Linked DNA regions of Mus musculus: regions 1, 2, 3, 4, 5 and 6 are each linked to region 7. The links are chromatin contacts, called in public HiCAR-type, HiChIP or PLAC-seq and promoter capture Hi-C maps. All regions are on one chromosome and are shown on one strand. Each heading gives the region's core, a stretch centred on a gene start, on an enhancer-like site or on the middle of the called end of the contact. The rest is flanking DNA. Distances are from core to core; before and after follow the strand shown.

What was found. Promoter capture Hi-C pulls out the DNA fragments that hold promoters and counts their contacts. HiCAR-type assays count read pairs that join an accessible place to other places. HiChIP or PLAC-seq counts read pairs in DNA pulled down with a chosen protein or histone mark.
Region 1: a promoter capture Hi-C map of embryonic stem cells shows a contact between it and region 7, with 4 times the contacts expected there. The contact joins the promoter of Arhgap35 here to the promoter of Mypop in region 7. A contact is called at or near these places in 1 of 39 promoter capture datasets (embryonic stem cells), 2 of 115 datasets of contacts at active chromatin or transcription factors (astrocytes and embryonic stem cells) and 2 of 9 other capture datasets (adipose tissue and liver).
Region 2: a contact with region 7 is called in an H3K4me3 HiChIP or PLAC-seq map of embryonic stem cells, with 5 read pairs. The contact joins the promoter of Bbc3 here to the promoter of Mypop in region 7. A contact is called at or near these places in 4 of 39 promoter capture datasets (embryonic stem cells, hippocampal neurons and liver), 2 of 484 Hi-C or Micro-C datasets (both in embryonic stem cells), 2 of 115 datasets of contacts at active chromatin or transcription factors (astrocytes and embryonic stem cells) and 2 of 9 other capture datasets (adipose tissue and liver).
Region 3: a promoter capture Hi-C map of embryonic stem cells shows a contact between it and region 7, with 5 times the contacts expected there. The contact joins the promoter of Slc1a5 here to the promoter of Mypop in region 7. A contact is called at or near these places in 2 of 39 promoter capture datasets (both in embryonic stem cells), 3 of 115 datasets of contacts at active chromatin or transcription factors (acute myeloid leukemia, astrocytes and embryonic stem cells) and 2 of 9 other capture datasets (embryonic stem cells and liver).
Region 4: a contact with region 7 is called in a promoter capture Hi-C map of embryonic stem cells, with 5 times the contacts expected there. The contact joins the promoter of Ccdc9 here to the promoter of Mypop in region 7. A contact is called at or near these places in 2 of 39 promoter capture datasets (the C10 cell line and embryonic stem cells), 2 of 115 datasets of contacts at active chromatin or transcription factors (astrocytes and extraembryonic endoderm stem cells) and 1 of 9 other capture datasets (adipose tissue).
Region 5: a contact with region 7 is called in a HiCAR-type map of embryonic stem cells, with 10 times the contacts expected there. The contact joins the promoter of Prkd2 here to the promoter of Mypop in region 7. A contact is called at or near these places in 2 of 39 promoter capture datasets (liver and stem cell-derived epiblast-like cells), 3 of 115 datasets of contacts at active chromatin or transcription factors (embryonic forebrain, embryonic stem cells and stem cell-derived neural progenitor cells) and 1 of 9 other capture datasets (adipose tissue).
Region 6: a HiCAR-type map of astrocytes shows a contact between it and region 7, with 5 times the contacts expected there. The contact joins the promoter of Dhx34 here to the promoter of Mypop in region 7. A contact is called at or near these places in 1 of 39 promoter capture datasets (liver) and 1 of 115 datasets of contacts at active chromatin or transcription factors (astrocytes).

Annotation. Positions count from the first base shown.
Region 1 is chr7:16,613,449-16,617,147 of GRCm38.p6, forward strand. It overlaps Arhgap35 (Rho GTPase activating protein 35), which reads right to left and starts at 1,545. Exons shown (of 7, transcript NM_172739.4): 1 at 1,024-1,545. It overlaps Gm29443 (predicted gene 29443), which reads left to right and starts at 376. Exons shown (of 3, transcript NR_136928.1): 1 at 376-504.
Region 2 is chr7:16,308,313-16,311,886 of GRCm38.p6, forward strand. It overlaps Bbc3 (BCL2 binding component 3), which reads left to right and starts at 1,271. Exons shown (of 4, transcript NM_133234.2): 1 at 1,271-1,549.
Region 3 is chr7:16,778,808-16,782,688 of GRCm38.p6, forward strand. It overlaps Slc1a5 (solute carrier family 1 (neutral amino acid transporter), member 5), which reads left to right and starts at 2,539. Exons shown (of 9, transcript NM_009201.2): 1 at 2,539-3,668. The coding sequence starts at 3,094.
Region 4 is chr7:16,285,469-16,288,846 of GRCm38.p6, forward strand. It overlaps Ccdc9 (coiled-coil domain containing 9), which reads right to left and starts at 1,312. Exons shown (of 14, transcript NM_001382411.1): 1 at 1,232-1,312.
Region 5 is chr7:16,841,307-16,845,222 of GRCm38.p6, forward strand. It overlaps Prkd2 (protein kinase D2), which reads left to right and starts at 1,596. Exons shown (of 19, transcript NM_001252458.1): 1 at 1,596-1,727; 2 at 2,176-2,557. The coding sequence starts at 2,318.
Region 6 is chr7:16,220,727-16,224,173 of GRCm38.p6, forward strand. It overlaps Dhx34 (DEAH (Asp-Glu-Ala-His) box polypeptide 34), which reads right to left and starts at 1,306. Exons shown (of 17, transcript NM_027883.3): 1 at 1,272-1,306.
Region 7 is chr7:18,989,152-18,992,731 of GRCm38.p6, forward strand. Mypop (Myb-related transcription factor, partner of profilin) reads left to right here and starts at 2,094. Exons shown (of 3, transcript NM_145579.3): 1 at 2,094-2,203; 2 at 2,681-3,469. The coding sequence starts at 2,959.

The DNA.
Region 1 (3,699 bases), core at 295-2,794, 2.4 Mb before region 7:
TAAGGGACAGAAAAGGGGGTAAAAAGAAGAGGGCAAAAAGCCAGGCACCACAGGGGAGTGCATGCAAGATCAGAGCGCCTGCACAGGGGCAGAGTTGGCAGGCAGAAGGGTCTGGAAAAGAGGACAGGGTCTGAATGGCAAAATGGGAGCAAGCACTGAGAAGGGAAGGAAGCGAGCAAGGCGCATCAGAATCTGAGAACCGTAGGAGAAGGAGCTTAGGGACATCCTAGGAGGTGCAGAAGGTTCAGTGTTGCGACCCGGCAAAATATGGGGCAGTTGGGCCCAAATACAAGGAGGAATTATGTCCAAAGCCAAGACCGGGAGGGCAGTAGAGCAGTGCCTGTATCAACAGACCAATACGGATCTCCACGGAGGTGGAACCGCAGGTCCTAAAGGGACAGCTCCTGGGGATGCAAGATGTTCTACCGCAGGGATAATAACAGTAAATAGGCCAAAGAAGGAGAATGGGGATTTCCTCCCAAAAGTGATGCTAGCAGAAAACAGGTAAGGTAGAAGGGCCACGGATATTCAAAGTGAGCGTCAGAGGGGATACTGAGGGGTCAATGAGGAGGTAGACTGTCCCAGGAGCACAGCCGACTCCAGGAGGTGGCGAAGTAGGTATGACTGGGGGTCGGGGTGGGGGAGGAAGTGGGAAAGAAGACGGCTCAGAATTGGGAGTCGGGTATCTCGAGTGGAGGCTGAGAGACACCGAGATCCTTCACCGGGTTTGGTGGGGCGTGTGTGGAGGCAGACGCCGGGATTGCAGGGCTGCGGGGACACTAGCGAATAGGAAGGGCAAGGCGGGCCGCGCGGGCCGGGCCCGGGCATGCAGCGGCCGGGACGCGGGGACCGCGGGGCGCTGGGGGGGGCGCTCCCACCCCTCCCCCTCCGGCTCCTCCATTGTTCGCGGGCTCCGGGCCCCGCGGTCCCCGCCTTTCCCCCCACCCTTGGATCCCGCAGCGGGGCGGCGCCCGGCGCCTCGCCCGTCCCCACATTCCCCTCCGCCAGCTACGAGACACTTACCAGTCTCGGGGGCGCACTCAGCGCGGCCCCGGCCTCCGCGATCCCAGCCGCAGCGACGGCGGGCCCGGCGCCATGTTCCCCTAGCGACTCGTTCCTGAGGCGGCTGAGGCGGCGGTGGCGGCTCCGGCGGCGGGGGGCCGGGCGGACCCTCCCTCGCGGGCTCCCTCCTCCGCCTCCTCCACCTCCTCCTCCCGCCGCGCCGCGGCTCTCCCTCGGGGCGGGGGGCGGGGAGGGGAAGGGGGGAGGGGCGGGAACCAGGGGGAGGGCGGACCAGCCTCGCTCGCTCGCTCGTTCCCTCCCTCCCGCGCAATGGCGGCGGCGGCGGCGGCGGCGGCAGCGGCGTTGTCGCCTCCTTCCTGCGGCCGCCGCGGCCGTGCGCGTACTGGAGACCCTCTCGCAAGTGCGCGTGCGTTTCTGAGGGGCGAGAGATGCTGGGGCTGGGGTTGGGAAGTGGATAACGGCCCTGTGGGCCGAGCGCACCGCGAGGACCGTAGGCCGGGAGGACAGGCACGCGCGGACACCGAGGGCGCGAGTGCGCGTGCGCGCCTGAGGAAAACGCCGCTACCTCAGCGGCTGCGGCGCCAGATTTACACAGCGCGAGGACGGACACCCGCGAACTGGCACAGGAGGGCGCGGGGTGGGCTGAGTGCGCGTGCGCAGAGACGGCTGCAGCCTGCGAAGCCACCGAAGGGAGGGAGGAGCCCGCAAGGGGGGCGCGCACGGCGTCGCGCGTTCCAGGCTGCAGTACCCGCCGCCCCTCCCCACACCGCGCCGGCTCCAAGAGAAAGCCATCTCTGAGAGGCTTGGCCCGGCTCGTGAGGGCGGGGACTTAGGGCTCCATCCCGCTCGCGCGGGACCTCACTAACCAATGGAAGGCAGAGGGAGGTGGGTTCGCCTCCTGGAGCCGCAGCTTCGGGATAACGGAGGGGGTTGGGGGGACAGACGTAACGTGGGGTGGCGAGGCGGGGCTGTGAAGGAGGGAGCGTACCCAGCGAGTGAACCAATTGGGCGAGGGAAGGGGGCGTGGTCCTTCACAGCCCAACCCAGGCTCGCCGTTGGCCAGCCCAAAAGAGTGGGCGGGGACAGGGGGCACGTGCTCTTTCCCGGGCGCTGAAGAAAAACCTGTGGGCCAGGCGCGTTGATACAAGTTACTGGTGATTTCTCCCAGTGCTTGGTCTCGGGCAGAGGAAGGACAGGCCCTGCATTGCAGCCCTAGTCTCCCAAGTCAGCATCGGGCAAATGACAGCAAACCACATGTCACTTTGGGTGCTTGCAGGGGGAATGGTGATGTAAGAGGGCTCCCCTCTAACTCTGTATTCCTCTGGGAGCCCTCCGGAAGGATGGATTGTGAAAGACAGGCTTTCCCGGCGCCTCACAGAGTGTGGAATGCCTGAAGGAAGCACGTGTTTCCGATCCAGCCTTGCACTTCTTTCCAGGCTTTTCATCTGTAAAGTGGGATAACAATACTGAACTCCAAAGGGTCGCTTGGAGAATCGAATGAGGTATAATAGGCCCTATGGCCACGATTCATGGTGGGAATCCTCGAACTACTAGAACCCAGTAAAATATGGGCGATCTCCCTTATACATTAATATCTATAATAGCTGATGGATTACTCTTAGCAGAGGATTACCCACAACAATAGAAAAACGATGAATATATATTACGCTGTAATAAGAGAAATGTGGATGTGACCCTCCTAGCCACCGGTAACTGAAACATCAGAAAGCAACAGGGGAGTTAAGAGGGAACTACTGTGTCTCTAAATGAGGGTGGGGTGTAAAGGAGTGACCTACACGTATTGAGTACGCAGTAAGCATTGCTAAATAAAATTACATGGGCTCGACCAAATCCAGCAGCCAGAACTTCATGAAGTCAAAAAGGTCATGCTGTGGGTGATATTCCTGGAGTCTGCTTTAAGGTGGTTAAGGCAGCCAGTATGTATGTCTCTTTTGGCTCTCTACAAAGGCAAGAAGGAAAAATCAATATCATAAAATTTTACAGTGGAAACACAGTAATGAATTTTCATATTCTGAAAAAAAAGTTTACATGTGCTCAAATTTTAAAACACCCCAACAAATGAAGCCTCTCATTAAAGTTTGTTAGGAGGGCAGGTTCTTGTGGTGTGGGCTGAAGAGATCAACAGTTAAAAGTGGGTTCCTCTCCCATCTATAAAGATCATTACTTGGGGCTGAGGACAGAAGTCATTGGTAGAATGCTTGCATAAATACACAAGGCATTCGGTTCCATCCTAAGCACAGAGTGTCTGGAGTAAACTAAAGTTAATTTTGTTTTCTGTTTTTTGAGACAGGGTTTCTCTGTGTAGCCCTGGCTGTCCTGGAACTTGCTTTGTAGGCCAGGCTGGGCTTGAACTCAGAGAGATCTGCCTCTCCCTTCCAAGTGTTGGGATTAAAGGCATTTGCCACCATGCCTGGCTAAAGATAATTTCCATTAACATTTTTCTCACTAGCTATCCTGGCTGCCCTGGAATTTACTATGTAGCTTAGATTGGAATTGAATGTGTGACTGTGTCTGCCTCTGCTTCCTGAGTGTTGGAAAAGAATGATGTTGGAGTTGCACAAAAGAACACAAGAACAAAGCAAAAATAACTCAACCAGACAGTTTATCATTATTACTATTATTATTGGTTTGCAAACTCAGTGTTTGCAGGGAGGT
Region 2 (3,574 bases), core at 21-2,520, 2.7 Mb before region 7:
AAAAAAAAAGGGGGGGGCCTGGAACTCACTATGTAACTCAGACAGACTCCAACCTTGCAACCACATTCCTGCTTTATCCTCTGGAAGTGCTGGGAAGACAGGTGTAAGTGACTATGTTTATTTCTTTAACAAGTGTCTTATCTCACATGGCTGTGTGACACCCTTTCACAGCGGGCCCAGTGCTGGGCACCCATAGGTAAGTAATATACTCAGTAAGTTTGGTGACAGTTTGGGTGAGACAGAGAGTCTGTCAAGTGCCGTGAGAGATGTCTACGGCTTGGGAGGAGGAAGGGTCACTGTTTCAAAAGGGAAGGGAAATAAATGACTTTTAGAAAAGGGAAAGGAAACAGAAACAACAGACAGGATGAAATAGGGTGCAGGGGGCTGCCCGGGCATGTCTGTGCCAGGAGCACAGGGCTGCCTCTTCCCCATTTGTCCAGTGCCAGATGGGTATTACGCCAGGCGGGCCAGGTGTTTAAGTTCACGAGTGTAACCCGCCATCAAGCCATTTAGCAGGAACCTGTCTCAGGAGTGACTTTGTGAGCACAGGTCTGGGCTCAGTTTCTTCTGTATGTGACTGGCATGTTTTGTAGGGTCAGCCAGTGCAGTCTAGTGGCTGTGCTTCAGCTATTGCGGGTGTCAGCCTGAGAGTGCTATTTGGATTGGAGTGTGTGTCCCTCTGAACCTGCCAGGAAGTTGTTCTGAGAAGGGGTCAGCCTTTAGTGTAGTGTGAATGCCCTAGGCATCTGGGGACACGGGTTTGTGCGTCGGAGACTGTTTGAATATTGTTTGTGCAACTACGTTTTGGGTTGTCACTGTCTGTGTGTGACCCAGTGAGCCAGTAAGTAAGATAATCTGGATGTCTGGGTCTGTGTGAGCTCGTGTGTCCAGGCCCTTGTCCTGATGTGTATCTGTGCCTCTGGTCTGACTTTGTGTCCCTGTGGCTCAGTCATCACTGACTCAGTGCACCCTGGCGTGCCAGTCCGTTAGTCTGAGCGTACTCCTCAGGTGTGGGTGTGGGTCCCAGTCAGTGTGTCAGTGTGTCAAGCGTGTGTCCGGACACCCTAGGTCTGGGCTGTCCCCACGCTGCTCCTCCTGCCTGGACCAGGCCTCGCCCCGCCCCTCTGGCTGCCGGGAAACCCCCCGCGCCGAGGTAGGGGGCGCGGCGCCCGACTGCAAGCCCCGACTTGTCCCCAGCCGCGGGCGGGGCCCTGGCGTCACGCGGGGGCGGGGCGTGGGAGCCAGCGAGAGGCGGGGCGGGGCGGCCGCCGAGCGAGCGGGGCCCGGGGATCTGCCGGGAGGCCTGAGACGCGGCATAGAGCCACATGCGAGCGGGGAGCCCAGGAGGCGGCGGCGACACCAGCAAGCAAGCAGCAGCAGCGGTGATCCGGACACGAAGACTCCAGAAGCAGCAGCAGTCACTGCAGTTAGAGCAGCAGGAGCAGCAGCAAGGTGCCTCAATAGCAACCCACTCGGCGGGCGAGCCCTCCAGAAGGCAACCGCCCGCCACCCCATCGCCTCCTTTCTCCGGAGTGTTCATGCCCCCGGGGTGAGTGAGCACCCCGATTCCCGAAGCTGCTTACGAGCGGCAAGGCCCGGAGGGCTCCCTGGAGGAGGTGACGGGGTGCACGGGCCGATAGGACGGTCGCCTTGCATTCCCGCAGCTTGTGCCCCAGCTTTCATCACTGGGACTAAGGCTGGGCCAGGCGGGCGGGAAGGAAGCACCTGGGACTCAGGGCGCCCTGTCTGGGCGCACAGGTGCCACAGCGGTCTGGCGGGTTTGTTTACAAACAATGGGGTTCGGGCTCGCCCGCGCCCCCTGGTGGCTAGTGAGACCTGGGAGGAGCGTGGCCCCGGGCTCGCTCGAGTCCCCCGAGTCCCACTGCGGGAGGGTTGGGGTGGGGGGTGGCACCGAGGATCGGCCACACCCAGAGCGCGCGCCCGCCGGGGGCGGCGACAGGGGGCGGCGGAGGCTGTGGCTCCCGCGGGCGGGGGCTGCGCCCCAGCAACAGCCGGTTATTGGCCCCGCGCGCGCTGGGCGGGCGGGGCGGGCGCACGTGGCGGCGTCGAGGGGGGGGGCTGTGACAGCGGAGGGGCGGCGGGGACCGCGCGTGCGGGGCTGTGGATCTGCAGGTGTCTCGCCTGGGTGTGTGTGCTCGTGTTTGGCTCCCGAGTTTGTATCCCTACACCGAGATGTTGGCGTTTGTCACCCGGAGGGGTGTCTGCGTGAGTCCTTGCCCGCGTGTCTGCGGGGTGGGGTGCACCTGTCCGTTTACGGGTGTGGGTGGCCACCCCCCAAACCAGAGTTGTATACGTGTGCTCTTAAGGGGTGAAAAGGGGATCTGTATCTGTCGCTTGCCTGGTAGTGTTGGTGGTGGTGGTGCGGACGACCGGGGCACTTGAGCTGTGTTTGTGTGTCGCTTGAGTGAGCTGTGTTGCTGTGCAGGGGTCTCGCCCAAGTGTGCGCTGCGTGTGTGTGTGTGTGTGTGTGTGTGTGTGTGTGTGTGTGTGTATGCGCGCGCGCGCGTGCTGTCTCTGGGTGTCTCCAAGACAAGCATCTGCTGTACCCAGCTTTTGGGATGGGATGCCACCCAGTGCCTGATCGCTCGCTGGGTGACTTCTGAGCAGCAAAAGGCACACAAGGCACGCTGAGCATGAAGGGCTTTGGGGGTGGGGGGGATCTAGCGGGTTCAGTGCCAGCCCCTCTCTCTGCATGCAGTGTGTGTGTGTGTGTGTGTGTGTGTGTGTGTGTGTGTGAGAAAGAGAGAGGGGGGGGTGAGAGTGAGTTTTGGGTCTGAGGGGTTTGTCTCTGTGATCCAGGCTATGTGTCATGTGGTGCTCTCTCTCTGTAGTGTTTATAGCAGTCACGTGAGGCCAGTGTTTTCTGTCTCTGCATTAGGTGTGTGTGCTGCTGGGCTCTGTGTGTGTGTGTGTGTGTGTGTGTGTGTGTGTTTTCTGGGGCTGACAGTTGGCTGTGGTGTATTGGGGCTGAGAGTAGAGGCTGGACCTATGGCTTCTACCAGCTGCGGCTGGTGCCTCCCGATGTGGCTGCCCCGCACACGAGGGGGGATGATGTATCTGGATATGATGACTTGTGTCTATGTGTGGCTGTTGTGTCCCAGGAGCTCAAAGTTGGGGGGGGGTGCACATTCAGGTGTGTTTTGAGATGATGGTGGTGCATGTGCTAAGGAATAGTAAGGGGGGTGTCTTTGGGTTGTCTGTGTGTATGCGGGAGAAACACGTTGAAGACTTGAGTCTGTTGTGCTTCAGTGTGTGACGGCTGCATTGTGGGCGGGTGAGCGCTGGCATGTCAGCAGCGGGTCAGTGTGAGACTGGTGTAAATATGTTGAAAGGGCTCTGGATGGCTGTGTGTGCATGTCTGTGTCCCCATGTGTTTCTGGGTGAGCCACCTCACTGGGGGAGCGGGAGGGGCGGTAAAGTTGGACACTTCTCTGAGTTCACTGGTGTCTTCCCATTACACACACACACACACACACACACACACACACACACACACACACGGTTCTCTGACAGCACCGTGTATCCTGGGAGCCCCAGCACCCCTTCTGCGCTC
Region 3 (3,881 bases), core at 1,289-3,788, 2.2 Mb before region 7:
AATGTATGGAAGCATCCATCACTTGTCAATAAAATGCAGTTGACCAAGCCGGGCATGGTGGCCCACGCCTTTAATTCCAGCACTTGGGAAGCAGAGGCAGGCAGATTTCTGAGTTCGAGGCCAGCCTGGGCTACAAAGTGAGTTCCAGGACAGCCAAGGCTATACAGAGAAACCGTGTCTCAAAAAACAAAAACAAAAACAAAAACAAAACAAAAAACAACAACAACAAAATGCCTAGGCAGGAAATGGGGAGGTGGAAGTTCTGTATAGAGAGGATTTCTGGGATAGAGTCAGACACTGGAGATCACCCTAAACTCTGAGGAAGATGGTCACATGAACCTGAGGAGAGAAAAGTAGCCACATGGTAGCACTTAGAAGAAGATAAACAGTATAATTGAGTTAGGGGCTAGTGGGAACAAATAAGCCAAAGCCTCTGGCCCGGGCAACTATTCATAAGAATTCAGTTTCAGAGTCGTCGTTTGTGATCTGGGGGTGGGGGGAGCCTGCAGTCACATCCCTCCACGCGCTAGCCAGGCTGCTTCAGTGGGTATGGACTAGGTTCCACAGCAATCACAAAGGGTCCCCACTGCCTGCTGGGTTACAAAGAGGAGGGTTTAGATGCTGGAGAGCTGGCTGCTCTTCCAAAGGACCCTGTTTCACTTCACAGCACCCACATGGCGGCTCACAACCATCTGTGACTACAGATCTAACCAATTCAATGCCCTCTTTCAGCCTCTAGGGATATCAGACACATATGGCACACAGACACAGATGCCTGTGAAACACCCATACATGTAAAATAATAAGATGAAAATAAAATAAAATGAAATAAAACACAGAAGCAAAGGTTTATTGCTCAGCCATTCGTGTTATGTCGGATTCTAATAGATCTGCCCTGCCTCTCTCCTCCCTTGCTTCTTCCTTCCCTTCCTTCCTTCTCCCCACTCTCTCCCTTCTTTGAGAAAAGATAATAATACATTCTTTTCCAGTAAATTCAAAAATTAACAACACTATCCTTCAAAAGCTATGATGGAGCCGGGTGGTGGTGGTGGTGGTGGTGGTGGTGGCGGCACATGCCTTTAATACCAGCAGGGAGGCAGAGGCAGGTGGATTTTGGAGTTCAAGGCCAGTCTGGTCTACAGAGCAAGTTCTAGGATAGTCAGAGTCACACGAAGAAACCCTGCTTCCTTCTCCAACAAGCCCTCCCTGCCCTCTCTCAGGCTAGCCTTTCCCAGCAGCCCCTCATTCCCATCTTTACTCTGATGTCTGTGGCCCAGGCTGGTCATGACCTTGGAATCCTTCCATAGTTGGGATTGCAGTCCTGAGAGCTGCGGGTGAGCGCCTGGTAGAACAGACTGAGCCCTGTAGCCTCCTTTGCTCCACCTCCAGGCAAGCTCCAGACTTTCCAAAAGAGCCATTCTTCAGGGCGTTTCTCAAGTGGTCAACAGAGTTCAGGAAGGGACTCTTGGCTGTCCTCCTCCTTCAGCCCAGCCTCTCACTACCCTGCTTCACCCTTTGGGAAGCCCCAGACCTTTCTCCCACTGATGAAATCACAAGGAATCCGGGTAGGAGGTTGGGCCAAAGAGCTGGCTGGAACCAGTTTGAGTATTTCTCTTACTAGGGGCAGGCAGTGGGGCAGAACGCTCCTAGCCAATCCTGATCCACAAACTTCAGCCTCATTTTCCCCACCCTACATGTCCCAAAGATTCTGGATTCAGCAGACCTCTTTCCTCCTCCTCTTCCTCCTCCTCCTCCTCCTCCTCTCTAAGTCTGTTATTCTTACAGTTGATGGGTAACAGTGTCTAAACTAAGAATGTTTGTGGTGAACTGGCCATTTAAATATTTTTTGCTACATTTATTTATATATTTGTTTATTTGTGTGTGTTGCATGTGCCATGCTCCTGTGGGGAGGACCCAATCTGTGACTATCTGAGGAAAGAGACTGGGTTGCAGCTCAAGCATGAGGGCCTGAGTTCAAATCCCCCACATTCAATGTTGGGGCCTACTGGCCCCTCCTCCCTCCCTTTCCCCAATTTGTTTCTACAGACTGGGTTTCTTTTTCTTTATGTAGCCCTGGCAGCCCTAGAACTCGCTCTGTAGACCAACCAAGGCTGATCTTGAACTCACAGAGATCTATCTGCCTGCCTCTGCCTCCTGAGAGCAGGGATTAAAGGTGTGTGCCACTCATCTGTCTGCCCTTTCTAGGGGTCCTTCTGTGGAATATCAGATATGATCCACAATTAGATTCTTTTGACCAGTGGTGAGGTGCGTGTGGGTGGGTGTGGGTTGGATAGTTTCCCAACGCCCCGCCCCTTTTGGAGGCTTTGCACCCTTTCTGGCTCGATGCCCTTGCCCCGGCCCCGCCCCTGGCTATGCATTGTTATTCACCCTAGGTTGCCCACTGTGATCTTGGCTCCGCCCCTCGCTCGCCACCTGGCGCCGAATGTTCCATAACCAATCAGCGCTTGCGGGACGGCCTCCGCCTTTTCAAGTCCCGCCCTCCGCTTTTTCAAGTCACGCCCCTCCGCCTTTAATCCTGGTCGCTTCCGTCTAGCAGCCTCAGAGACACGCGGCGCGGCCTGGGAGGTTTCTCCTTGGCGCCACTTTCCATATCCCCCGGGCTGCTTCCTATTTGCATCTGGAAATTTGATTTTTCTCTCCAGAGCCCGAAACGCTCGGTCCACTCCTTCTAGGGCTCCAGTACCCAAGAGTCCGAGAGCCAGGCGTCCTAATCCTGGGATCTCGGTCTCCCGGAGCAAGGCATCCCGGATCTATGCCACTTGGGTTGAGCTTCCTGAAGACCTCAGCTACCTGAGTTTCCTTACTCCTTCAGGGAGTCAAAGAACCCTCTGAAGAGCTGTTCCCTACTCCAACAAGGCGCTCTCAACTCCCAGTTTTCGGGGATTCGACATCACCAGGAAAAATAAAGGGATCTCCGCATACAGCTCAGGGAGCCTAGGACCCTCCAGTTTCCGAGATCCGGTGGACGCATAACTTCAAGGACCGCTGCAAAGTTTCAGCCTCCATTCTCGGTCCTAAGGACGTCACACCTAGTCTCCAGGCTCACAAGGAACCTCCCTGTTACGGCTCAGCATGGCAGTGGATCCCCCTAAGGCTGACCCCAAAGGGGTAGTAGCGGTGGATTCCACCGCGAACGGTGGCCCCGCGCTGGGATCCAGAGAGGACCAGAGTGCGAAAGCAGGTGGTTGCTGCGGTTCCCGTGACCGGGTGCGCCGCTGCATTCGCGCCAACCTGCTGGTGCTGCTCACGGTGGCTGCGGTGGTGGCTGGCGTGGGGCTGGGGCTGGGGGTCTCGGCGGCGGGCGGTGCTGACGCGCTGGGTCCCGCGCGCTTGACCGCTTTCGCCTTCCCGGGAGAGCTGCTGCTGCGTCTGCTGAAGATGATCATCCTGCCGCTCGTGGTGTGCAGCCTGATCGGAGGTGCAGCCAGCTTGGACCCTAGCGCGCTCGGTCGTGTGGGCGCCTGGGCGCTGCTCTTTTTCCTGGTCACCACACTGCTCGCGTCGGCGCTCGGCGTGGGTTTGGCCCTGGCGCTGAAGCCGGGCGCCGCCGTTACCGCCATCACCTCCATCAACGACTCTGTTGTAGACCCCTGTGCCCGCAGTGCACCAACCAAAGAGGTGCTGGATTCCTTTCTAGATCTCGTGAGGTACGTTCCCGCCAGGCAGTGGGGTGGTTAGGGGCCAGTGCAAGCGTGCAATCTTTCTGCTTTACCCCCTCTGAGTACAGGGATTACCCGTGTGTGCCGCCACTAGTCACCAAGGTTGAGTCCTCCAGATTGAGTCATGCCTTCTAGAATCTAGGAAAATAAGGTAACGGTGACAGGACCGCTAACATCTTGGAAGGGTGAACTTTTACGGAA
Region 4 (3,378 bases), core at 62-2,561, 2.7 Mb before region 7:
CTGTGGTCCCACCCCTACCTAGGGTGAAACTTCAAGCCCCTCCTTTCCCTCCAGACTTCTGGCCCCGCCCACCAAAAATTCACACTCTGGCGCCACCTCCAATTTAACTGGCCCGCCCCCCAACAGACTGGGAAACATTCTGACCCCGCCTCTGAGTTCCCTACTTCCCTGCCTGTGTTTGGCCCCGCTCCCCAGCTCAGTAAAAACTTCCTAACTCTATCCCCGCCATTCGCCATTCTCCACCAGCACCCTAGCCCCACCCGCAAAATCCCTGACATCGTAGCTCCACCTCCACCCAGTCTCAGCCAGCCCCTGGACCCTCCCCTAGCTTCTGGGCAAGAATCAGGACCCAGCACCAGAACCAAAAAACTTTCCTGCCTAGCCCAGGAAGTCTCCGCCCCAAACACTAGTCCCATGCAATAAATAATGTAACCACGCCCTAGTGCAGCAATCAATACCTAAAACACTGAGGACAACATTCCGGCTACACCCCCAGCATCTTGACCAAACCCAGCACAACACCGCAACTCAGTCATCACCTCTTCACTCAAAGCCCAAACCCTGCCCCTTTCCCCACTCCCCTCCAAACTTTGGCCCCGCCCCAAACACATCCACCCCCCCTTAGCTCCACCCCTGGCCCTCATGACCACGCCCTGTGGCACTCCCTACAGCAAAGACTAACTTGTAAGGCCCCAAGCAATACTCTAGCCCCGCCCCCATCTTACTCCGCCCACCATTTTTGACCACTCCCCCAGGTTCACCCGCCTACCGACCAAACTCCACCCCTTACACGCCCCAACACTTTAGCCCCGCCCCCAGTTTCCACCGTGCTAACGCCCAGACTCCGCCTCTTATCCCCATCCTACACTCTTTGATCCCGCCCCCAGCGTCTCCGCCCAACGTCCCGAGCCGGGCCCCTAGTCCTCCAGGCAAAACTCTGGCCCCGCCCCCAGACCGACACAGCGTTGCAAGCCCCGCCCCACTCTGGCAGCCGCCAGGGCTTCGGGCCTGCCAGCACCCGCGCGTCTGGCTCTGCCCACGTGTTCACCGCCCAACCTCAGCACCCCTCAAGCGACACATGTGGGCGTCGGGTTCCCGCCCCCCGCAGAGTACCCTGACCCCGCCCCCGCCGGCGGCTCGCCTCCCAGTCCGCGCGCGTTCACGCTCCCCTCACGTGGGCGACCAGGCCCCGCCCTCTCCGGGCGCGCTCCCGGCCCCCTCCCCCGGTCACCTGTCCCGGAGACCCCGCGGTGTCTGCGACTCCGGCTTCGTCCGCCTTCGCGTCCACAGCTCCCGGGCCTCACTCGTCACTTCCGGCCCGCACCACGTGAAGAGAGGAAATAAGTAGGGCACTTCCGGTCTTGACATCCCATTTCCGGGTGCCTTAAAGGGTCCGCACCCGCTCAGGCTCTGCAGAAGGTAGCAGAAGCCTGTTTCTTCTTTCTGATTTCAGGGATTGGACTGGGGGCACGAGGTGGGACTTGAACCCACAGACATGTAGCCCTAAATCTCTGGGCTCCTTTTTTGGCTTACTGATTTCCGATTTTACTAAGTAGAAATCAGACATTTTACAGGGACCCCAGAAAACCTAAACTGGTTTCATTACCTCTTCTTGCAAATGAAACCTTAATTATAGAAACTGTAACCAATTCATAAAAATAGAAAAAAAAATTTAATCAACTATATAGGGGCTGGAGAGATTGCTCAGTAGTTAAGAACACTGTCTGCTCCTCCAGAGTTCAATCCCCAGCAACCACATGGTGACTCACAACGATCTGTAATGGAATCCAATTCCCTCTTCTGGTCTGTCTGAAGACAGTGACAGTGCACTCACATGAAGTCTTTAAAATATATATATATATATATATTTTTTTTTTTTTTAAATCAACATTATCCAGGCGTGGTGGCACAAGCCTTTGATCCCAGCACTTGGGAGGCAGAGGCAGGCGGATTTCTGAGTTCGAGGCCAGCCTGGTCTACAGAGTGAGTTCCAGGACAGCCAGGACTACACAGAGAAACCCTGTCTTGAAAAAAAAAAAAAAAAAAAAAAGGAAAAAAGTCAACTACAAAGCTGGGCGTCGTGGCAAAATACGTCCACTACAAAAGCAATGTTCTTTCTGATTTGAAGAAGCAACAAAAAGGAGCTAGTAGAATCTTCCAAGTTATTTAAAGCATGCCTTTTTTTGTATTTATAATAATTAAAAATAACTTATCAGATATGTCTATTTTATCAACTGGCAAAACAATAAAAGTACAATAAATTCATATTAAAAAATCAACTATACAAAGCTGGGTGTCATGCCTCTAATTACAGCACTTGGGAGACTGAGGCAGGAGGATTGCCTCGGGGTCAAAAACAGCATGATAGATAGATAGATAGAGAGAGAGAGAGAGAGAGAGAGAGAGAGAGAGAGGGAGGGAGGGAGGGAGGGAGGGAGAGAAAAAGCAGGGTGACATGGCTGAGAGAGTAAAGACACTGGGCCAATTATGACCTCAGTTTGACCCCTGGACTGTCAGGTGCACAACCTCTTCTACCTGTTGAGCAATGTGCTGGCACTTTAATTATTACTTTTTTAAAAAAAAAATATCTGTACTGGCTTGGTTTGTTGTCCTTAACACAAGTTAGAGTCATCAGAGAGGTAGGAGCCTCAGTTGTGAAAATGCTGCCATGTAAGTCACCATGTGGTTGCTGGGGATTGATCCAGCTGTAGGGCATTTTCATAATTAGTGATTGATGGGGGAGGGCCTAGCCCATTGTGAGTGGTGCCTGATCTCTGAACTGATGGTCCTGGGTTCTATAGGAAAGCAGGCTGAGACAGCTGTTGGGAAGCAAACCAGTAAGTACCACTCCTTCATGACCTCTGCATTAACTGCTGCCCCCAGGTTGTAGCTTTTTGGTGTTTGTCTGGAGAGCAAACACACTGGGTTCCTACTCTGATTAAGTTCCTATCCTGACTTTCTCCAATGATGGATTTTGATATGAAAACCAACCAAATAAACCCTTTACTCCCAACTTGCTTTCTGGTCACGTGTTGCATCTCAGCAATAAAATGTTGACTAAGACAATATCTCAGTTGGCCCCAAACTCCTGACTCTCCTGCTTCAGCCTCTTCAGTGCTAGGGTAGGATTACAGGTCTGAGCAGCTCTGCCCACCAAACTGACCACCTTAAGCTGCTGTAAGATATCCCATCTGACAAATGGCCACAATATGTCCAACCTGTCTCATGGGTGTTAGAGTTATTTCTGTTAGCAGGAATTGCCAACAATACTTCACTGAAATTCAACAGGGGCAACTCTGCCTGTCTGCCTGTCTGTCTGTGTACCTGCTTGCCTGCCTACATGCCTGTCTGTGTGCCTGTGTGCCTGTGTGCCTGTGT
Region 5 (3,916 bases), core at 346-2,845, 2.1 Mb before region 7:
CCAGGCAGAGGGCAGGATGTGCAGAGCAGTACAGAGTTCCCTCCCCTTACCCACGTTTAATGTCGGCTGGTGGGAGTTAGGCCTTCATTGCCACAGTGGGGAAGGACTGGAGTCCCATCATACAGAGCAGGGTATGAGCCACTCTGACATTCCAAACAGCAGGCACAGCATGTTCCACAACCCCCGCCTTCTAGACCTGCCCCAGGGTCACGGGGTAAAGGGGGCCGTGAGTCCCAGAAGCAGGCAGTCAAACATGCTGGGGACATGCCTGTCTAGAAGGTACATGTAGGCATGTGGTTTTTAGGGGACACTCATTAGCCAGGCTGTGAGCTCCACGTGGCCTTGCCTCCCCCTGTCCCTCTTTGCAACTTCCCCAGGTGGTAGTTTGGGTTTTCACTCCAGCCTCAGACTTCCTTCCCCAGCCTCTGCCCCCGGATGTGGTGACAGCCAGCACTGTACCCACCTCAGCTGCCCCCAGCAGCGCTGAACCAGTAAGGGGGGGCCCTTGTGGACAAGTTGCTGCTCTCTTAAAGCTCCAGCTACCTGGATGTGAAAACTAATTGGTAGCCACTGCCTGACTACTGGAGTAAAAGTCAGAACGGCTCTTGATGGAGTTAGAGTTGACTACACAGACTCACAGGCTCTCAGTTGATGTTAGCTTTTTAGATTTCCTGTTATTGCACTACTGTTTATTTCAGAGAAGGGTGGAGGTCAGGACAACCCACAGTAGCTCAGCTGGTTCTCCTTTGACTATGTGAGTGTACAGGATTGAACTCAGGCCAGTGAGCTTGGCTTCAAATGCCTTTCCCCACCTGGCCATCTCACCAGCCACATGTTGGATGATTCCGTTAACACACCCACCCAGACACCCCTGGATGTTTTCAGTGCCTTCCCTTTCCTCTGCAAAATCAAAGGCAGCCACATCAACTCAACTTTAGCAGTGTCCAGGCACCACCTGTATTTCGGCCTCATGACAGAAAAACTAAGGCTCACAGTGGAGAAGTCACACAGCCAGAAAGATGTCGGCACTTGGTCTCACAGGAGGTCTATCAAGTGGTGGTGTCCTTTGTCATGCCACCTTGGTTGGAGGGACAGGCTTTGTACCCTCAACTCTCTGGAGAGAAACCTGAAATTAAGCTCTCTTGTGCATCCTAAGGCCTCCTCGACTTCCCACCTTATATACTGGGCTTTTGAGCTGGGGACGCGCGCTTTTGTGTGTGTGTGTGTGTGTGTGTGTGTGTGTGTGTGTGTGTGTGTGTGTGTGTGTGTGTGTGTGTTGGGGGCAGGTTGAGTAGCAGAAACTGTAAAGCCACCGGACTTGACAACGATTTCCGACCCTTTCCCTGCGGTGGGCGCCGGATGCGTGCCAGTCTGACAGCTCACTCCTTCAATGACAAAGCGCCTGCCCCTCTCGCGTGCCGCGGTGAACTGCGGCGAAAAGTCAACTTTCCAGGCTGGACTGTGCAGAGGAAACGCTGACCCTTCCGCCCTCCTACCCCCAGCCACCAAATTCCCCCCAACTCCCTGGTGCGGGGTCCCGCCTTCCCCTTCCGTCCCAGTAAGGCCCGCCCTGTGATGTCACGGTGCCCTGCTTTGATTGGCCAGCTGTGCCATCGCTCCTGAGACTTCCTTCTGGGCCGCCGCTGCCGACTTAAACTTTGAAGGGGGAAAAATAGAGCTACCCGCGCTGTGCGACCCTCCCTTGTCCCCGACCCGCCCCGCCTTCGGTAACGCTCCCTCCTCCGCCGCCCCTGATCCAACTTTCCTCCGACTTTCACGACCTGTGAGAGTCTCTTCTTTCAGCCCTGGCCCTGGCAACCCCTCCTCATCCCCGAGCCAGTCGGGTTCCTACGATCCACTAGATCCCTGGTCAGACTCCCGTTTTCTACCCCCAAGGCAGAGCATCTTCAGGCCTGCCCTGACTTTGGTCCTGCCGTCAAACCCACCGGATCCTGGCATTCCCTCTGCTTTGCTCTCAGCCTTCTTTCTCCAGGGGCCTTGGATCGCAGTGTCTTTTGATTCCAGGGACCCTGCCCTACCCGACTTTCTTTCCTGGTTTCTTCCAACCTTCCAATCTCTGGGTACCCTTCCCCAAACCACTGTTTTTCTTTCTGAACTCTGCTCTCTTGACTCCCGGCGTGTGACCCACTAGATGCCTTTTCTCTCATTGCCCAGGATCCCGCCATCCTCGCGTCTCTCAACCTGACAGATTTCTCTCTCAAATGCCTGCGTTCTTACCACCACCGCAAGAGAGCTCTCGGATCTAGGTCCCAGGGTCCTTGGTGAGCTTTGGGCGGCAGATCTGGATCTGGCCCCCATGGCCGCCGCCCCCTCCCATCCCGCAGGACTCCCCGGCTCTCCGGGGCCCGGGTCTCCTCCGCCCCCCGGTGGCTTGGATCTCCAGTCGCCGCCACCTCTGCTGCCTCAGATCCCGGCTCCGGGTTCGGGGGTCTCCTTCCATATCCAGATCGGATTGACCCGAGAGTTCGTGCTGTTGCCGGCTGCCTCAGAGTTGGCTCATGTGAAGCAACTAGCCTGTTCTATCGTGGACCAGAAGGTGAGGGCATAGGGGGCTCTCATGATAAAGGAGGAGGCTTTGGAGGTGGCCTGAGATTGTTGGGAGGCCAGAGAGGGGCCTAGGTGACAGACGAGGAGGGGCACTACACCCTAGTCGTGTCCTCACTCCACCACCGGTTTCAGAGAGGCCCGGATAGGGGTGGGGTGCCCAGAGGCCTCCCCAAATTGCCTGTCGCTGCTTGTTGTTTTCTGCAGCGAGCAGGGAGGAAGGGAGGGGCCTACCAGGTGTGGAGTTGGGAGGAAGGGGCAAGTGGGAGCAGCTGATCAGGAAGAGCTCTTCTGATGGGCCCATCCTGGGCCTCCGGTCTTTGGAAACAGTAGAAATTGAAGCCATACTGGCCATGGTGATCGGGTGACATGTGTGAGTGGGTGTGTGGACAAGCTGCCAGGGGCAAGCAAGGTCTCGGGGTACAATCCCTATCCTTTCCCAGGCCTGAGATGGGGTGTGAAGGAGCAAGGCACTCCTGTGTATCTCCTTGGCACCCCCCAAAATCCCTGCAGACCCCTCTCCCCGCCTAATCAATGCCCCTCCTGCTGCTCTTAGATTTGGCTATCCAGGTTCCTCGCCTTGAGTATCATGGTCAGAAGGAACCAAGTGGGACTAGATGCCCAAATCCTAGGAAAATTTACAACCCAGCTGGTAGAGCACTTGCCTAGCAAGCAACCCCCCCCCCCCGGGTCTATCCCCCAACCCTAGGAGGTAGAGAGGAGCATGCTTTTTCAGTAGTTCAAGTGCCTGGTGGTGAATATACGAGAAGTTCTGAGTCCTGAGTGGTTGAATAATATGACAGTTACAGGTGGAACTCAGAATGTATAATCTTATAATGGGAGCACATTGGGATTCCCAAACATCCAGACTTAGGCTTTTCTCGGGCTCCTGGAAATAGATCCTTCCTCTCTAGAGAAACAGCAGGAACAGGGCCACCTCCCATTTTTTCCAGCAGATAAAAAACTAGTTAGAAAAAAAGCCAGCCTAGGCTACATATCCAAACCCTGTTCCAAGTGGGTGGGAGGTGGGGGTGTTACTAGATCAAGCCACCATCCGGGGCAAGGCAATACTGATTTTCTACAGATCATCAAGGGAAGCTGAGCCCACCAGCTCTCCAAGTCTATTTAGCCCAGCCCCCTCCCACTCCTAAATCAGCCTAGCCGGCCTGTGGGAAGCAGGACTGGGGCTCCTGTACATTGCCCCTGGAGTGAAATTCTTTGTATTAGGGTTCAGATCCCCAGCCTCCCCTTCTCGGGCCCAACCTAGTTTGTTTTCTGCTCTTCTAGGGGCTCAGGGGCTGTTTTGGGCCCCTTCTTGCCTGCCTTCCTTCCCTGTGCCCCACCTGGGCAG
Region 6 (3,447 bases), core at 56-2,555, 2.8 Mb before region 7:
ACAACACTTCTGAGTAAAGACTGAAGCTCGGTGATGACAGGACTGAGAGAACTCTATTCTAGAAGGGAATGAGGACCAGGCCTTGGAAAGCTGCTAGAAGATGGAGCCAGTGATCCTCAGAAAAAGACTGGGACAGTAAGGAGGAGAAAGCTCCTTCTAGGCAACAAAAACCCTGACTCACACTAGGCCCAACATCAGCACCCATGGCTGCCAATGGGTCTGTTCCCTCGGGCATTTTACTCCTTCATTTGGTTTGGGGTCTCAGGTAGTTTAGCCTAACCTTGAACTCTCCACACAGATAAGCATGACCTTGAACTCACTCACCATCCAGTCTCCACCACATAAGTGCTGGGACTGCAAGTAAGCACCATTATGTCCAAGTATGGCTTACCGGGCCATCTTCCCAATACCTCTCTTTCTATTTCTCTATTTCTCCCTCTCTCCCCTCTCTCTCCTCTCTCTCTCTCTCTCTCTCCCTCCCTCCCTCTCTTCCTCAGACCTCCATTTGAATTTCTCCACTTTCTCCATCTTGTTTCAACTTTTCCTCAAATTTATTTATTTTTGGAGACAAGAGTCATCCTATGTAGACTGGGTTGGCCTTTAACTCACAATCCTCCTGCTTCAGCCTCCTGTGCTCAGATCCAGCACCTAGCTCCCGGCCCTCTATTTGTTTACAGTTCTCCAGTCAATACTTTTATCTACCAATGGTGCCTTTCTTTACAGCTACCACTCCGGTATTTCTGTGTAGTCTCAATCACATATGTATACATATATGTTCACTTTCTCACAACATTAAGACTATTTCCACTCTATTTTGCTAAGCTAAATAAGCAGTGCGAGGAACGCAAATCTGGGGTGCATTTCTTCCTTTCGCCATTTTTCAGCACGACTCTACTATCACCTCCAACTTTCAAGGTTCTGTTTCAAACTCCATCTTTTCATAACTGTGGGTCTCACCACCATCCAGGCTTTCTTGCCAATCTCTTCCTGGCGCCCTTGTGAGCCTCTCTTGCAGGCACCCCATCACCCTGGTCCCCTTTTCTCTCCCTTTCTCAGAAACTTGTTCCCTCTGTGGTTTCAGTTCCGGGCCTCTTGGTCCTCCAGCTTCTAAGAATCGCGCACCGCCAGAGCTCTCTGGGTCCTGGCACATTCCTTCATTAAAATTGGGGTTCTCTTGACTCCCCTGCTCGCTCGGAACTATAGCCCCACACAAATCCTGCACCAGGGACCAAAGCCACGCAGACACCCCGCACACACGCCCCGCCCCTTACCTCCGAAATAGCACGGACGCCTCAACTTCCGGTCCTAAATGGTCTGCGCCTGCGCACGCTCCCGCCACTCTCCAGACTGCGCATGCGCAGATCGCGAAAGCGCGACCTGGCCTCTCCGTACAATGAAGCCCAATAGGGAGTAGCGGGCGGGCCAATGCCCATCGCACAAAGCGCTCTTGGGCACCTGGCTTCAGGCAGTGTTTTGGGTGATTTGACGCCCTCTAGAGGCCAGAGGAGGGGTTATAGGTAAGTGCCAGTCCCTAGCCGTGTCCTCTCCACAGCCCTGTAAACCCAGAATTACTAGAAAGTCAAAAGTTTCGGGTCCAAAAAACAAAACAACGCACGCCTCTAATCCCAGCACTTGGGAGGCAGAGGCAGGCGGATTTCTGAGTTCGAGGCCAGCCTGGTCTACAGAGTGAGTTCCAGGACAGCCAGAGCTACACAGAGAAACCCTCTCTCAAAAAAACAAACAAACAAACAAACAAAAAGTTTAGGGTCAGCAAGGGAGCTCAAACACTATTAAAACAGTCCCGTGACTGGGCGAACTAGTGCACGCCTTAAATTCCAGCACTTGGGAGGCAAAGGGAGGTGGATCTCGGTAAGTTCAAGGCCAGCCTGGACTACATAGTGAGTTCAGGTCATCCAGGACTACATATCTAGACCATCTCAAAAACCTAATTAAATTAATAAGACAGTCATGTGGTCACTCTATCACTATAACTCACTAATAAATAATCAGATGTAACCCCAGCAGCCTTAAGCCAGGGACCAGCTCTGTGCTGATCAGTCTTGTGTCCCCTTAAAGCCCTCTCTAGAGCCACACATGTTAAATTAATGACTAAATGGGTGAGAAAAGACTCCAGAGAAAACTACACAGTACTCCTCGATGTGCCAATCACTGGGGAACTGAGCCTCAGTTTCCCCATCGATAACCTAAGAAAACTTGTTGCAAAAAAAAAAAAAAGTCGCTGAAAAGCATATATAAAAATATATAGGCCAGGCTGGGTTGTAGCCAGGTTTTGAGTTCTCTGTTTCCTCTTCTGGTTTCTCTGTGCAGCTCACTTTTTCCCCCCATTCAGATATTAGTGCACTGAAGCTGTCATCTCTGACCTTGCTTCTAAAAGCAGCTCCCTCCACAGAGCGGGCATTATTGCTCAATATTTTATTTCTTTGCTTATTCATGTATTTCAGACAAGAACTTTCTCCTTTGCCCAGGCTCCAACTACTCATCCTTCCACCACCGCCTCCTGAGCGCTGGAATGTTCTTCACCCCGTCCTATTTAATCTTACTTTTGTGACTATCTCTGTGTCCTCCAGTAAGATGTGTGCTCCGTAAAAGTGGAGAACTCTTCTGTTTTGTTCACCAAAGTCTCCTCTGTGCAGAGAAAGAACCCCAGACCTTAAGAATGTACCCCTCCCCAGGTAGTACAATACTAAGGGTAAAGAAGACATTTGGGGGCTGGTGAGATGGCTCAGTGGGTAAGAGCACCCGACTGTTCGTCCGAAGGTCAGGAGTTCAAATCCCAGCAACCACATGGTGGCTCACAACCATCCGTAATGAGATCTGATGCCCTCTTCTGGAGTGTCTGAGGACAGCTACAGTGTACTTACATATAATAAACAAACAAACATTTAAAGAAAAAAAAGACATTTGGAAGCATATAATCTAAATCAATGATTTACCAAGGGACTTATATTCACAGCAAGCAGTAAAAAGAAAGTTTATGCACCTTTTTTTTTTTGAGACCGGGCCTCATGTAGCCTAGGCTAGCCTTCTTATGTAACTGAGGATGGGCTTGAACTCCTGGCCCTCCTGTCTCCACCGTCTGAGTTCTGGTCTCCCACGTTTGTATCAACACCAGCTATTTTAGTTGGTGCAAAGGATTGGTCCCTAGGCCTCATCTAAGCTAGGCAAACAAGGAACACGGAAGACGGAGGGGAGGAAGCAGCCTGGCAATGAGACAGAGAAATAGGGTGGATCGTAGACACACACCAGGGCTAGGACTCAGGCTTGGGAGCTGAGGTGGAAGGGAGCCATGGAGGAGTTTCAGCAGAGGAAGCATTGTAGACAGTATCTGCTGTCCATATGAAAAACAAACAATGGCGAATTGTGTTAGTCAGGGTTCTCTACAATAATGGAATTTACAGACTGAATCTCTTTGTCTATAATATATAG
Region 7 (3,580 bases), core at 844-3,343:
TCCCAAATAATTCTCAGCCTCCACCTAGACACTTTTAAAATTAAAAATAGAGGAAAAAAAAGTGTGGAAAGGCAAGTTGTGGGTGTATGCCTTTAATTCTAGCATTCGGGAGGCAGAGACAGGTAGATCTCTCTTATCAATTCAAGGCCAGCCTAGTCTACAGAGTTGCAGGACAGTCAGGGCTACACAGAGAAACCCTGTCTTAAAAAGAGGGAGGAGGGCTGGAGAGAGGGGGTACAACATCCAGACAATAGTCAAATAATTCAAGGGAGTCCACTTTCTACCACGTGGGGACTGAACTCAGGTCACAAGCTTAGTGGCAAGCGCCTTTCACCCATTGGGCCATCTCAACAGTCCCTTGAGTCCTCCCTCCCTCCCTCCCTTCTCTTTTTTTTCCTCTTTACCGGAGATTGAACCTAGGGCTCTATAGTTCTGGTCACCCATGGGTTCCCTTCCATCTTGTGAGACTAGGAACTACTAGGTCTGAGTTTTGATAGATTTTAAACTTTGGGCTCCCTATCACAAAACGGTTAGGGGAAAAAAAAGTATAAGCCAGCATCGGGGAGTAGCAGCACCCCTTTAATCCCAGAACTCCAGAGTCAGAAGCAGGTGGACCCAGCTGCAAGATCCTCTCAACCACGGCACCAGCACCCACATGCATATACATAATTAAAACCCAATCTTAGGCCGGTGGTAGTGTGGCTGGCCTTTAATAAGTCCCCAAACTCTTGAGGCAGGCCGATCTCAGTGATTTCGGGGTCATCCTCCACCACAGCGCTAGTTCCAGGACAATCAAGGTTACAAAAACAAACAAACAAAAAACCCCGTATCTCAAAAACAAAAAGGAACCAACCACACACACCCACACCAAAAAGAAAAAAAAAAGAAAAAGAAATTTTCTCCCTTTTATGTATATGAGTGTTTTGCCTGCTTGTATGTTTGTCCACCATGTCCATGCCTGGTGCCAGCAGAGGGCAACAGTGCTGGAGCTAAGGATGGTTATGAGCCCCCGCCTTTGGATACAGAGATCCTAACTCTGGTGTTCCCGGGAGAGATGGTAACTGCTGAGCTCCAGCCCTCCCTCTCTGCTTCGGGTCTTAATACAAATGTCATCTTTTCCTTATGTGTAATGTCCGCACATATCCTGTCTTTTTTCTAGCCTCGCTGGTGACTGCAGAGATACTGCTGCATGTTCAATGCCAGCTTGGGATACTTAGTAAGATGCCCTCAGAAACAATTTTTTGGTAGTGAACACAATTTGCCTTTTATATGGATATGTGAGAGCTTATGTGTAACTGTCGGAAAGATGAACGAAGCGCCGTTTACCCAATGACCTTGAAACTGCGGGCACTGAAAATTTTCACCCTGCCATCCGGCCATCCAGTTCATTCAAGTGGTGCTCTCGAATCACTCCTGCTCTGCGCTTTTCTAGGATCGCCATCCCCACCCTTCAAGAAATTCCTGCCTTTGAACTCCCTCTCCGAGCCATGACGTCAAATTGTGGACAGGGGGCCTCCCAGGCACCATTGGGAGGTTGCTGGGTTGCTATGGTTACCGCCTCTGCATGGGCGGGGAATATTTCCAGGTGCCCCGCCTCAGTCCGTAGGAGGTAGTTTCCGAGTGGTCCTGCGCAGAGGAGGGATTGGGCGTGGGCAAGGTTTCCTAACGCCCCCAGCCCCCACCCACGCAGTTGTCATGGAAATGAAGCTCTTCTCCCCTTTCTCAAAATAAGACTTTGCTTAGTAGGCTAAAGGACTACTCAAAGGGAAGAAACTCCGCTTGGTCCTAGCGCTCTCTTCAGCATCTCTCTCTCTACTGCGCCCGCACTGGGATTTAGTCCTGGGTACCATCGCAGGCAAGGTGCCAGTGACACGCATGCGCGCTGTAGGTTTGCACATGCGCAATTGAGCACCAGAGCCCAGGGAACCTACTTCAGCGCTAAATGTGCGGCTGCGCAGCTGTGTCCTTCTGGTAAAGCAAGGCGACGGGAAGTTCTGCGCTTGCGCAGTGCTGGGAGACACGGCTCAGAGAACGCAGCTCTGTCAGGGTATCTGGAGACCGCGTTCGCCCGGCGCGCATGCGTCTTGGCTCTCAATGCTACTGGGGGCGGGGCCCAGAGGGGGAGGGAGAAGTAGGGGGGGAGGGAAGAGGCCGCAGAAGCCGAAGCCCTGACCCACCGGCAGGCAGGGGCTGCGGCGGCACGGTGAGTGACCCGCGGCCCAACTGGGGTCCCCATCCTCTGTGCTCCATCACTCTTCCTGGAGTCCAAAAAAAGCCTCGGGGGTCCCCCCTCTTATCTCGGACCCCCGTTATCTCCACAACTCCCCTTCTTTCCCCAGCAATCCCAGCACCCCCATAATCCCTGCAGACCCTCAGCTTTAATATTTTGCCGTCTTAACTAGAAGGTTCCATTTCATCTTTATTCTTGGACATCCTCTCTCAGGGACCCTAGAACTGACACCCACTACCCTGGGAACCCCCAGCGCTCCTCTCTGATCTGGATGCCCCGTCTGCTGCATTGCCCAGTTGGCATCACTTCCCAGCATCATGCATGTTCGACCCCCTGGGCATCCCCGTTACTCTTGCCCTGTCCTGTTCTACTGCGCCCCCGTTCTCCTCTAACTCCTGCTGTGGCACCCTTTTCCCTTCCACTTTTGCTCATTTCCCTCCATCCTTCCAGACCGTCCGTCCCCCCAGTACCCATCAACTCCTCCGCGAGGCACTAGCGGCCGCGTGAAGCACAAGATGGGCACTGGGCGGGTGTCACCTACGAGGAAGCACCTTTGATTGCATTCAGCACCTCGCCGCTCCCATCACCACTTTTGCACAGGGGACCAGAGGAGCCCGTGTCGGGGCGACACGGGGACACCGAGCCACCGCCAGCGCTGTTCGCCCTTTGCCCGCAGAGCCGGCGCCCCCCATGCGCCAGGCAGCCGATCGGTGGCGTCTGGGGGCGCCATGGCCTCGGCGACCGCGGCGGCGGCGCCGGGCGAAGCGGAGGAGACCACCCGACTCCGCAAGCCGCGCTTCTCCTTCGAGGAGAACCAGATCCTGATCCGAGAGGTGCGCGCCCACTACCCTCAGCTCTACGGCGCGCAGAGCCGTCGGGTGAGCGTGGCCGAGCGGCGGCGAGTGTGGGACAGCATCGCCACCAAAATCAACGGCATCACCAGCTGGAAACGCACGGGCCAGGAGGTTCAGAAGCGTTGGAACGACTTCAAGCGCCGCACCAAGGAGAAGCTGGCCCGCGTGCCGCATTCCACGCAGGGCGCGGGGCCCGCCGCTGAGGACGCCTTCTCTGCGGAGGAGGAGACTATTTTCGCCATCCTGGGACCGGGTGTGGCGGGGCCGGGGGCTGGCTCTGGGGCTGAGGAGTCCCGGGCAGCCGCCTCTTCACAGCCGCAGGCTTCGACCGCTAGTACACAACGGTATGTGTTGTCAGAGGACCGCAGGCAGGATCGACGGGCAGGTGAGTCCCAAAGCCAGTTTCTTTAACAACTACCAGCACTCCTGAAGCCTACAGTGCGTTGTTCACGCCCAGATCGGTCAGGCGTGTTTACCACATTTTTGCTAAAAAGTA